2 separate regions of the Rattus norvegicus genome follow, and region 2 is linked to region 1. A link is a contact called in public Hi-C data. All regions are on one chromosome and are shown on one strand. The core of a region is the stretch at or near the end of the contact, and the rest is flanking DNA. Distances in the headings are between cores, read along the strand shown.

Evidence for each region. Hi-C and Micro-C count contacts between places; a contact is called where the count stands out from the background.
Region 2: a Hi-C map of liver shows a contact between it and region 1, with 4 times the contacts expected there. The contact joins two enhancer-like sites. A contact is called at or near these places in 3 of 12 Hi-C or Micro-C datasets (kidney and liver).

The regions. Positions count from the first base shown.
Region 1 is chr9:80,779,674-80,784,687 of GRCr8, forward strand. It overlaps LOC134480293 (a long non-coding RNA gene), which reads right to left. Exons shown (of 3, transcript XR_010054664.1): 3 at 3,582-4,700. Among named protein-coding and RNA genes, the nearest start is that of Fn1, 68 kb to the left of the region's middle. Within about 2 kb of position 2,803, at least 7 of the 93 cell types and tissues checked have an H3K27ac peak or open chromatin away from gene starts, as enhancers often do. A contact at or near this core is called in liver, where this site is marked.
Region 2 is chr9:80,820,011-80,825,024 of GRCr8, forward strand. No RefSeq gene overlaps it. Among named protein-coding and RNA genes, the nearest start is that of Fn1, 110 kb to the left of the region's middle. Within about 2 kb of position 3,096, at least 15 of the 93 cell types and tissues checked have an H3K27ac peak or open chromatin away from gene starts, as enhancers often do. A contact at or near this core is called in liver, where this site is marked.

The DNA of each region.
Region 1 (5,014 bases), core at 1,553-4,052:
TACTTCAGATGATGAATTAAATATGTAAGCAGAAGTAATAATCTCATTGATCACCCCAAAATTCAGTGAATATTGTTTAAGAAACTAGAGTGTAACACCATCCCTGGTTTGCGTAGAAAGAAACGGAGAAGTGGAAATGTCTGAGAATGCGATTCCTAAGTTTCTCTTGTCAGTGCCAATCCTATGTCGCTCCACTCTTCCCTAGTTATCCTTATATTTGGCCCACCCCAGCCATCCTTACTTGAGGGAAGAACTGTATGAAGACAATGTTAGAGGCTGGGCATAGTGATACACGCCTTTAATCGCAACACTCAGGAGGCAAAAAGAGGCAGGTCTCTGTAAGTTCTAGGACAGCCAGGGCTACCTAGTAAAATCCCTATTTAAAAAAAAAAATCCATGTTGGAGAAACATAATGGCCACTCCCTTCAACCTCTCCTCTCAATGTCTACAGGCCAGAGTTTATCCAGAGTCCTGGGTAGTGCCCAAACATTCAGGATGTTGTTCATCCATCCATTTACTTCCTCATTTATCCATCCATCCTGGTATCCAGCTACCCAAAGAAACATGGAGTATCTGTAGGGACCACGTCATAAATGAAAGTCTCTTTCCACAGGCAAAGCAGACAGCTGTTCCACAGGCAGAAATTCTTCTCATAACAGCCACCTCAAAATTGGATCTGTTTGGGTCCTAACCAAAAGATATACCAGTTTCTAGAACTTGCGATTGGATCTCCATGACCCTCTGGTGATGTAGGCCTTTCTTTGCCTTAAACCTCTTTCTTCTTCTCTTGAGATGTTTCTCATGAATGTTAGCATAGTTGTTCAAAACACCCAGTAAAGTTCTTCTCCGATGCAAATCCTATCTAAAACAATGTATCTTGTAAACGGAAAGGCTCCGTTCTGTTGTTAATGCATAGGTAGAATCCTCAGTGAGGATCAGTTCTATGAGCCGTTGACTTTATCATCCACCGTGCACTATGCTCGTGGGATATTAACACGGGAAGCTTCAGCTCCTACACTGCCACCCACGTCAGAGAAGCTGGTCTTCTCTTCATCCAGCTAACACAGGCATGTTCTACACATGCCATAGATTCTGCCTTTAAACTCCTTCACTGTTATCGTTTCATTTGCAACTTGTTAAGCTGCTTCTATAATAAAGTCATGGAGAAGACACTGGACAGCTAGCGGCTCATTTTGCTCCATAATTGTCTGGTTAAAATAAGAAAAGTCACATTTTTTTTGACCTTCTCAGTTTATCAGATTGGGAAACACAAATTGTTGTTACATAGCATGCCTGGACCGTTAGCATTTCACAATCGCTAACATTTCATTACCCCTTCTGAGTACAAAATGTCACTAGGAACATATGTGAAATATTTAGGAACCTTGCCCAAGATACAATAGAACATGAAAAATATTAGATTTGATTTTTTGAGGATGAAAGGGAGGAGGGAAAAGTGTCTTGTTAGATTCCAATTAGGATCTTAAACTCCTGGTTGAATGCTGAAGTCAATCTTGCTTAATTGAATAGAGTTTGCCATCTGCCCACCCATAGCCAGCCTTTCCTGTTTCTCATTTACATTCAAATCTTTACGCCATCAGTTTTATCTCTAGAGCCAGACAAATTGGGACTGAGGAGTTTATTATATGTGTTGCAAATTATTGCATAACGTCATCTTATATTAAGGCTGAGAACATTGGGTTTTCTAAATTGTCAAGCAAAGCAGATAACATTTTCCTAGTATTTTGATCATCCTTTCCTTTTTCTAGTCATCTCTGGGATTAGGTCATCATGTAGCTATGTAAATGTCTTTCTTGTATTCACACAGCTATGTGCTTTATTTAAAAGTCACTTTCAATTCAGTCTCTGGCCAGCAGGCTCATAGCCTTTATTCAGCAGTGACACTTAAAAACAAACAGAAATAATTGCATTTTTGGTAAGATACAATTACTATTGTGCGTTAGGAAGATAAGATATTTTCCTTTGCAGTCAGCATTTCTGGTGGGCATAATTTTGGCCACATAGTAAGAGAAATTAAGGGTTCCTATTTTACAAAAGTATCCCTCTTACACACATAAGTTCATTTTAAATGTGGAAGCGTACAGGGTACTAGAAGGAAGCACATAATATTTGAGGCAAATATGAGCGCCTGCTATCTGCATAGTCTTTCTTGGCGAGGTTCATGCTAGTAGGGAGACCAACCCCTGTCAATCACTTACCTCTCATTGTTTTAACAATGGAAGAATTGTGTATATAGACTGCTCAGGAAATGAGCACCAATTCCTGGTAGAGCTTAGAGACTATACTATGCATAACTAATATCTAATGCATGTGCACACAGAGACTAGCAGACAATCTCACATAGTGTTCCTCACATTCTGTCACTCTGTTGGCCTGGAGCTCCATGGTCAGGCTAGGCTGGCCGACCAGTGAGCTCCATTCTGAGGATTACAGCTGTGCATGCCCCATCCAGCTTTTTCATGTGAATTCTAGGTATTGAACTCTGGGCATCTTCATGCTTGCACGGCAAGCACTTACGTGAGTCACGTCCCACGCCCCATGACTAGCATTTTCTGAAAATAGTTTGGATTAAAAGGAAATTTTACTTATCTTTTAGAATACTATATATTTTCTTGGTATCTTTTTATCCCCTTGAGATGAGATGAAAGGTCATTGGAAGGTATAGAGTCCATTTTTTCCACCTTTGGTTTAAAAAGAAGCGCTCCCAGTTCTCAGAACAGGCAGGCTTACTTTGGCTTGTGTTTTTGTTTGCGCTTGTCTCCACGGCCTTCTTTGTGCCTGTTTTTCCCTTTCCGGCCCTTTTGAGTCATATGTTGACATAACTCAGTGCGAAGCCTTGGGTTTGAAGAGAAGTGTACACCGAGTCCAGGTACACAGAGATTCTTGTCTGATAACACCGCAAACACTCCGCCTGCAGACTTCCTACGCTTGAGACATAATATTTTCGAACATTAATTTGCCAAGCAGGTTGGCCGTGACTCTGCCTGCCTGCTGCTGCTTGTCTGAGTCAGGAAGGCTCTGTCTACCCTCTTTGACTGGGGTTTATTTCTCACGTAGACGCGCGAATAAAGAGCGCCTTTGGAAGTTGTGAGTCTGGGCTTTTCCCCTTCCCTACGCTGTGGGGACAGTTTTCAAAAGTGACTTCTTTACTTTTGATGAAACACAACTTATGGCTCATCTCCAAAAGAGAAACACCTCAAATTTTGCACTGTTGAAAATTTTAGTCCAGGTTCTGTGCCATTTTTTTTAAAATCATTTGATAACTTTTTTTCCTTTTCTTCTCTATGGCTTCACAGTTTGGAGGTCACATGCACCTAAAGTCATTGTTCCTGTTTGATATTCTCAACTGTGCTCTGGTTGTTACGTTTACTACCTGAGAAGGAAGGAACAAAGTAACCAGGCAGAGCTGAGAACCTAAGAGTGGATTAGAGGATCCCGAGACTCTTTAAACAGTAAGTTTCTTACTTTAATATGTGGAGAACTTCATGAGTCTGATGCTTTTGTGGAACAAAATAAAACGTAAGATTTAATGAAGAAGTTATGCATATTTAAAACTGGGAAAAGAGGGGCAGAGAAGGCAGCTCAGTGAGTAAATGGCTTCCCATCAGATGGGAGGTCCTGATATTGGACTCCCCCAAACCCACTCCGCTCTGTAATCCAGTGCCTCTATAGTGAGTAAAGGGATGGAGAGAAAGAAATCCTTGATCCTGGGCAGCTGGAAGTACATAGCAGAAAACAAGACTCTGTCTCAAGGCAGATGTAAGGACGGACACCCAAGGCTGACTTGATCTTCCTACACACACACACACACACACACACACACACACACACACACACAGAGTTTTTTTGTTTATGATTAACAAAAGATAAGGAAATACCTCAAATGAATACACACATGCATGTACACATGAACACATACATATATGCCCATGCATATGCACAGGCACATAGGGAGGCAGGATTTCTTGATAAGAAGTGCATAAAAAGGCAAAACTAGGTTTCATAGATGATGGTTTAGCTAGCTGACAGCCCATTGCTTATTTCTTGGCCTTCGACCCTCCTCCCATCTGAGAAACTCTTTCACTACTGATGTCATGGTTTTATGACAAACCTTGCCTCATGTTCTCTGAAATCCAACAACTTTATTGGCAAGATGCACCTGACTTCTCTGATGTAGAGGGGTGGGAGAGAGACTCTCCATGATCACTTAGCCGATGAGCAGATAGACAAATAGATGGTATTTTCCATATTTGGTACTAGTTGTGTTATAACAAGAAAATACTTTTCAGTTTGGAGCTCCTCAATTTTGGTAGAGTCAGAGACAGAGAAAACAGCAAACTGAACTACAGTGAAAGGGTTGAAGAGATTGGGAGCACTTGGAAAAGAGAAGAGAGGCAACCTAAGGTCAGTCATCCAGCTTTGAAGCTATGTGACACCGTGACGGTTACCAGCTGCTCTCCTTGTCCATCAAAGAGAAGCAGAGGCTGAGTTCGTACACCGCATCCGCCAAATATGGGGAAATTTTCTTGTTGGAAGGAGTGGCCATGCTAAAATGTAAACCGTCGACTGTGCAAAAACTTTTCAGCTGTTGATTAAATGTTGGATTATTTTGGGGCCTCGAGTTTTCTGCGTGTCTGAACACAATACTGACGCCACAGGTAGCATCGCTCCTTATAAGCCTGTAAGGACAGAGACACACTGTAAGAGAGCAAGCATGAGTGATGGCCCATGGCTCATAGAATCTAAAATCTCTTTTCATAAATAAATGAAATCAAAACCAAAGTTCTTTTCTACAGGGAGTTCCATGTTAACATTAATGTGATGTTCTGCTTTTTAAAAAAATGCTACCTTTGACACAGGGAAGCCCAAAATCAAGTGTGTGTCTGTGTGTGCAAAGTACACAGTTATATAGGCACTAATAATCTCAGAATTATGCTAACAACAGCACACAAACTCAAGCCTTTCCCCCCAATCGCATGATAATAATAATTCA
Region 2 (5,014 bases), core at 1,846-4,345, 41 kb after region 1:
GTAGGCCACACACCAACCTAGCCCGTCCACACTCTCCTAAGTCCATTGACTTTTTAACTCCAACTAGAGTAGTGAATTCTGTTTCCCTGTCAGAACTCTGCCACAGAGGAAGAAAACATCCTGTACATGGCTTTATACCCATGGAAAAGTTCTAAGAACTGGGTCAAAGTTCGATCAATTCAATGTCTTCATGGCTATCGCCTAACTAAATACTCACCAAAATGTTACACTGATTTAAAGACCCATAGACGATACCAGTATCCAGCTCTGCAAAATCCTAACACTAGATTTAAACTTTTCTAAAAAAAGATTTATTGTATGTATGTGAGTGCACTGTCACTGTCTTCAGACACACCAGAAGAGGGCATCAGATCCCATTACAGATGGTTGTGAGCCACCACATGGTTGCTGGGAATTGAACTCAGGACCTCTGGTAGAACAGTCAGTGCTCTTAACCACTGAGTCATCTGTCCAGTCCCTTAAACATTTTCTTAATCATTGTCAATGCACAAGTTAGATTATGCCTTACTGCATTCAGTCATATGCTGAAGTTTGTATGGCCTAAGAAAAGCATCTTATTATAGTTTTGTATGTGTTGACTTTCTTTTGTGAATTAGGAGACTCAAAATAGAGAATATGTGAGTCACTTCTAGAGCATAGCAGACTTCCAGCTGCTGTAATATCTTGGCTTTCCACTGTAGGAGTCAGGAGAGGTGGTCAACTGTACCAGTGTTCCCTATGTCTATAGAATGACTTCTGTCTGCATAAAATTCATATGTCAAAGCTGTAACCTCAGTGGGACTTCATCAGGAGATGGGGTCTTTAGTAGATATTTAATGCTAATGAAACAAACAGGGCAGAGTCCTAATCCTATAAAAAGAAGAAAGAACTCAGCTGCACGAGGACACAGAGAACAGGCAGCTGTCTAGTTAAGCAAGAAGAGAATTCTCACGGGAATCTGACGTGTTCTGCTCTCAGACACATACTTTCTAGAACTGTGAAGAAACACACTTGTGTTGTTCGAACCATTCATTCTATGGTAATATGTCCTGGCAAGCCAAGCAGACTAGGGTATCCATGAGACAGAAGTGAAACTCCCAGGAGAGGATAGAGCGTGGACCTGTTTTGGTCAGACCCAAAAAACTACCTGGAGTTGGTAAGACAGACTTAGACGCAGAAAAAACTGACACCCCAGGGGTGGGAAGGCCCTCAGGTAGAAGCAATGGAGTACCTGGGGAAGAGTCAGGTTCTAACCTCTTCAGTCCATACAGTTCACATTTTTTCCCGTAGGAAAGACCTCCCTGACTGAGTGTCTTCATCTAGAACGCTAAAAGGTATCCAAAAGGCAGCACTTAGATTGTATTCTACAAATTTAAAGTGCTCAAGCGAGTGACCCCCACATGGAACTCTAACTGAGGACTTTGTGGATTTCTAAGCCGCCTTTTTCAGGGTCAGGTTTTCTGCATGACCTGTCTTCTCAGTGTTTCAAAATGTCAGCCACGAAAATTAACCCTCCTCACTCCCCTCCACCAAATGTCTCATCGTAGTTCAAAAGAGAAAGCCATTCTCTAGCGTACTCTTGGATAACCGTCAAAGTCAGGGTCTCTGCTCCTTGTGTCTCACTGACCCCTCTCCCTGCCCCAGATAAAAGCTCCTGAATACACGCCATACCCAACTGCTTTCTCTCTTCCATTCCTGTATCCTAGCCACCTGTATCTCCTCTTTAGCCTGTGGCATCCATTTATTGGTAACCTTCTACACCTTCAGTGGAACCTTCTAGTTCTTCGTCTCACGTTGTGGCCCAAGTGCTCATCAAATAATGATCAGGTCATGACCCTTCTTTCATGCCCTGATTGTTGTAATAGTTGTGACTGTGAAGTCCTTAATATCTTGTGCTTGCCCAGGTCACCAGCCTCACTGCTCCTACGTCCCCAGTACTCACCAGCTTTGACCTCATTGCTCTCCACTTCAACGTCTCCCCTGATCCTCCAATCAAACTTCTGTCATATATGCTCTCTAAGAGTATACGATCCCTCCACCCACTGTCTCTTATATTAATTGTCTCTTATAGATCTTTAATAGATAAATAAACATAAATAGATAAATATATCATATATATCATATATCACATGTCATGTCACACATCACATGTCACATATCATATATATATAATAGATATATAGATATTTCAGAAAATGATAATATTAATTTAGCATTAGTCACTGCCACCTGACCGAGCTCCTCAAGGATTGGCATATTTATCTTGTCCCACTCTCTCTTCTCCAGCACCCAGTTGAGAAATTTGTACATAGAAAGGACTTAATAAATATTCTTTAAATGATGGGCTTCCGTTCATACCAGAAGAGATTCGAGGAAGACTATCTGTGGGTCACGGCACCAAAAGGGACTGCTCCTTGCACTTCCTGGGAAAGCTGGTTTATTTTGCATCCTTGGCTCTTGCCCTAAGAATGGAACTCACACATCAGTAGGATACTAAGCAGAGATACGGCATTATTTTCATCATTGAACTCGTTCTCAAAGTAGCTGCCTATTTCCATTCAAGAACATCAGTTAGGGGAGAGCAACACACAGCTTGTAATACATTGTTATTTTTTAGGTCCCCACCCTCAAACATATGATTGCATGAAAATTAATTCACTTATGTCATGTACACCACCCATAAGATTTAGCATTCTGAGAAATGTGTTTTGTTTTTCAGTTATAAAGAGCTGGTCTAGAGGCATATGTTAGACCCACTTCAGTCTTTGCCCAAATATGGTGACATAACACTCTGGGATAAGGCCAATAGCCTAGATTTATAGCTTAAAATCCAGACTGGGTGAAACAGGATCCCAGTGAGTCAAAGTGCGTGATTGTTCCAAAAGTCTGGGCAGGTGCCAGCCATTCATAGCTTGCTATTTCCAGTGAGATTTCGAAACATGAACACTTGTAGTCCTCATTAACAACAATCAAGAGATGTAAAATCACAGTCAGGACTTCTAGCTAAAGAGGTAAAGTACACACCCACGCTGTCTCTACCGGTGTGCTGAGAACTGCAGAGTCCCCATGTTGTAAAACCTGACAAGACAGGAATGTAAGACAAAGCCTTAACTGTTTGATATGGGTTCGGGAGTCCAGGAAGTGTGTCAACACACTCAATTAGAATTTGTATGGTCACAATTTATTTTGGGTATTTTCCCGAATGCCAGGTCAATATTTATAGAACCTGGGCTGAACTGAGTGGCAGACAGTTCTGGTGGCATGCGGCTGCTTTAGGTGGAGATTCCTGGATGTCCCCTACCTTTCCCCATTCCTCCTAGCTAAAACCCATCCTTTATATCTACAGAGTCTGGAATTTACCATTCTCCAATTCCTTACAGGCAGAGGTCCTGCCTTCTTTGAAAACCCAGAGACTCCTTAGAACGGCAGTTACTTCCCAGGGCATCAATCATTCCACCTTATGTAGAAATTAAATATACTATCAGTGCGATAACTTACTCTTAACCCCTCAAACTAAACCTTCTGTCAATTTTAAGTAGGCAGCATTTGCTTCCACCTGTGTGAATAGGCTTGCAGAAGTTCCCATGAGGTTTAAAGCAGACTAACACATACACTGTCATCTCTGAGCGAAAGGGAGGGGTGTGCCTGGAAGCAACTGTCAGCATGAACCCAATGCCACACGGTACCCCATTAATGTCTGCAATCAATATGTATTGATAAAAATTGCATTACATGTGTTTATTGCACATGTGCACATGCATGTGCGTTCATGTTGGTGTGTGCATGTGTACCACAGCATATATATGGAGATCAGAGGACAGCTTTCAGGGGTTGGTTCTCTCCTTCCATTATGTGGGTCTTGGGGGTCAAACCTAGGTCATCAGACTTGGAGTCAAATGCCCTTACACCCTGAACTGTCTCATCAGCCCAGGAAATTTTAAGTTGTTTTTTTTTTTTTTTAAAAACTTGTGTGTGTGCACAGACAAGTGCACATGAACACAGGTGTTTGAGGAGGCCAGAGGTGTCATATCCCCCTGAAGTTGGAGTCACAGGTATTGTGAACTATCTGACCCTGGTGCTGGGAACTTAACTCTGGTCCTGTGCAAGAGCGGCATGCACTCTTAACTTCTGAGCCTTCTCTCCAGCCTCCCCAGTAAAAAGTCTCAAATGAAGAAGCAGAAGTGTGGAACCTCAGCACACACGGCAATAACGTGAAGAAGATGATGAGAAAGAAATCCGTTGATCTGAAAACTGTCTCCAGCAGCTCGGTCTCTTCCCCACACGGTGCTGCTGCTGGCTTTGCTTGTGTTGCTGCATATGCTTGTTGGTTCAAAGAAAACGGAGCTGAAATGATTAGGAAGAGGTAGGGGGGAAGTCCGCAAGTACTCTCTGTTCGACGACACTGAAACCCACAGAAGAGCATAGCAACCAGCTGAAAAACTTCAGCTCTACATCCACCAGAAAAATCTTTCTCTACTTTTCATATTGGGATAGATAAAAGCTGTGACTTGTTCCCACAATCACAAACACTTAAGCCAGAAAGCCATGGTATCCTTTGAAGTTTTAGGAGTTTGTGTCACTAACCAGCATGTACCAAAGACTCAGAAAGGCACGCTCAGAGATTGGCTAGTTTAACTACTGGCTTTTGTTCCTGTTAGCGGCAACTGGTAGCACTTTCACACTGACTTAGTCTTGCAGAAAATAAAATATATCTGTTTTTCGATCATGCCTTAGTTTCCCTAAATTGAAGTTGACAATTTAACCCCCCTCAAGTTTCTGCCTATTAATTTTTCATGTCTAGATCTAGAAAAAGCTGTATGATGTCATGGGATGTGTCTGGGTCTGGTGCCATGTTTTGAGATGCGACACCATGTCATGACATCTCACTGAAGCAGGCGGTAATAAAGAAGTTCATGGGGTGGTAGAACGGCTCGCTGTGTAAGGATGCTTGCACCAGACCTGGAGGAACGAGCTCCATCCTCAGGATCTGGTGGTGGTAGATGGAGAGGACCAA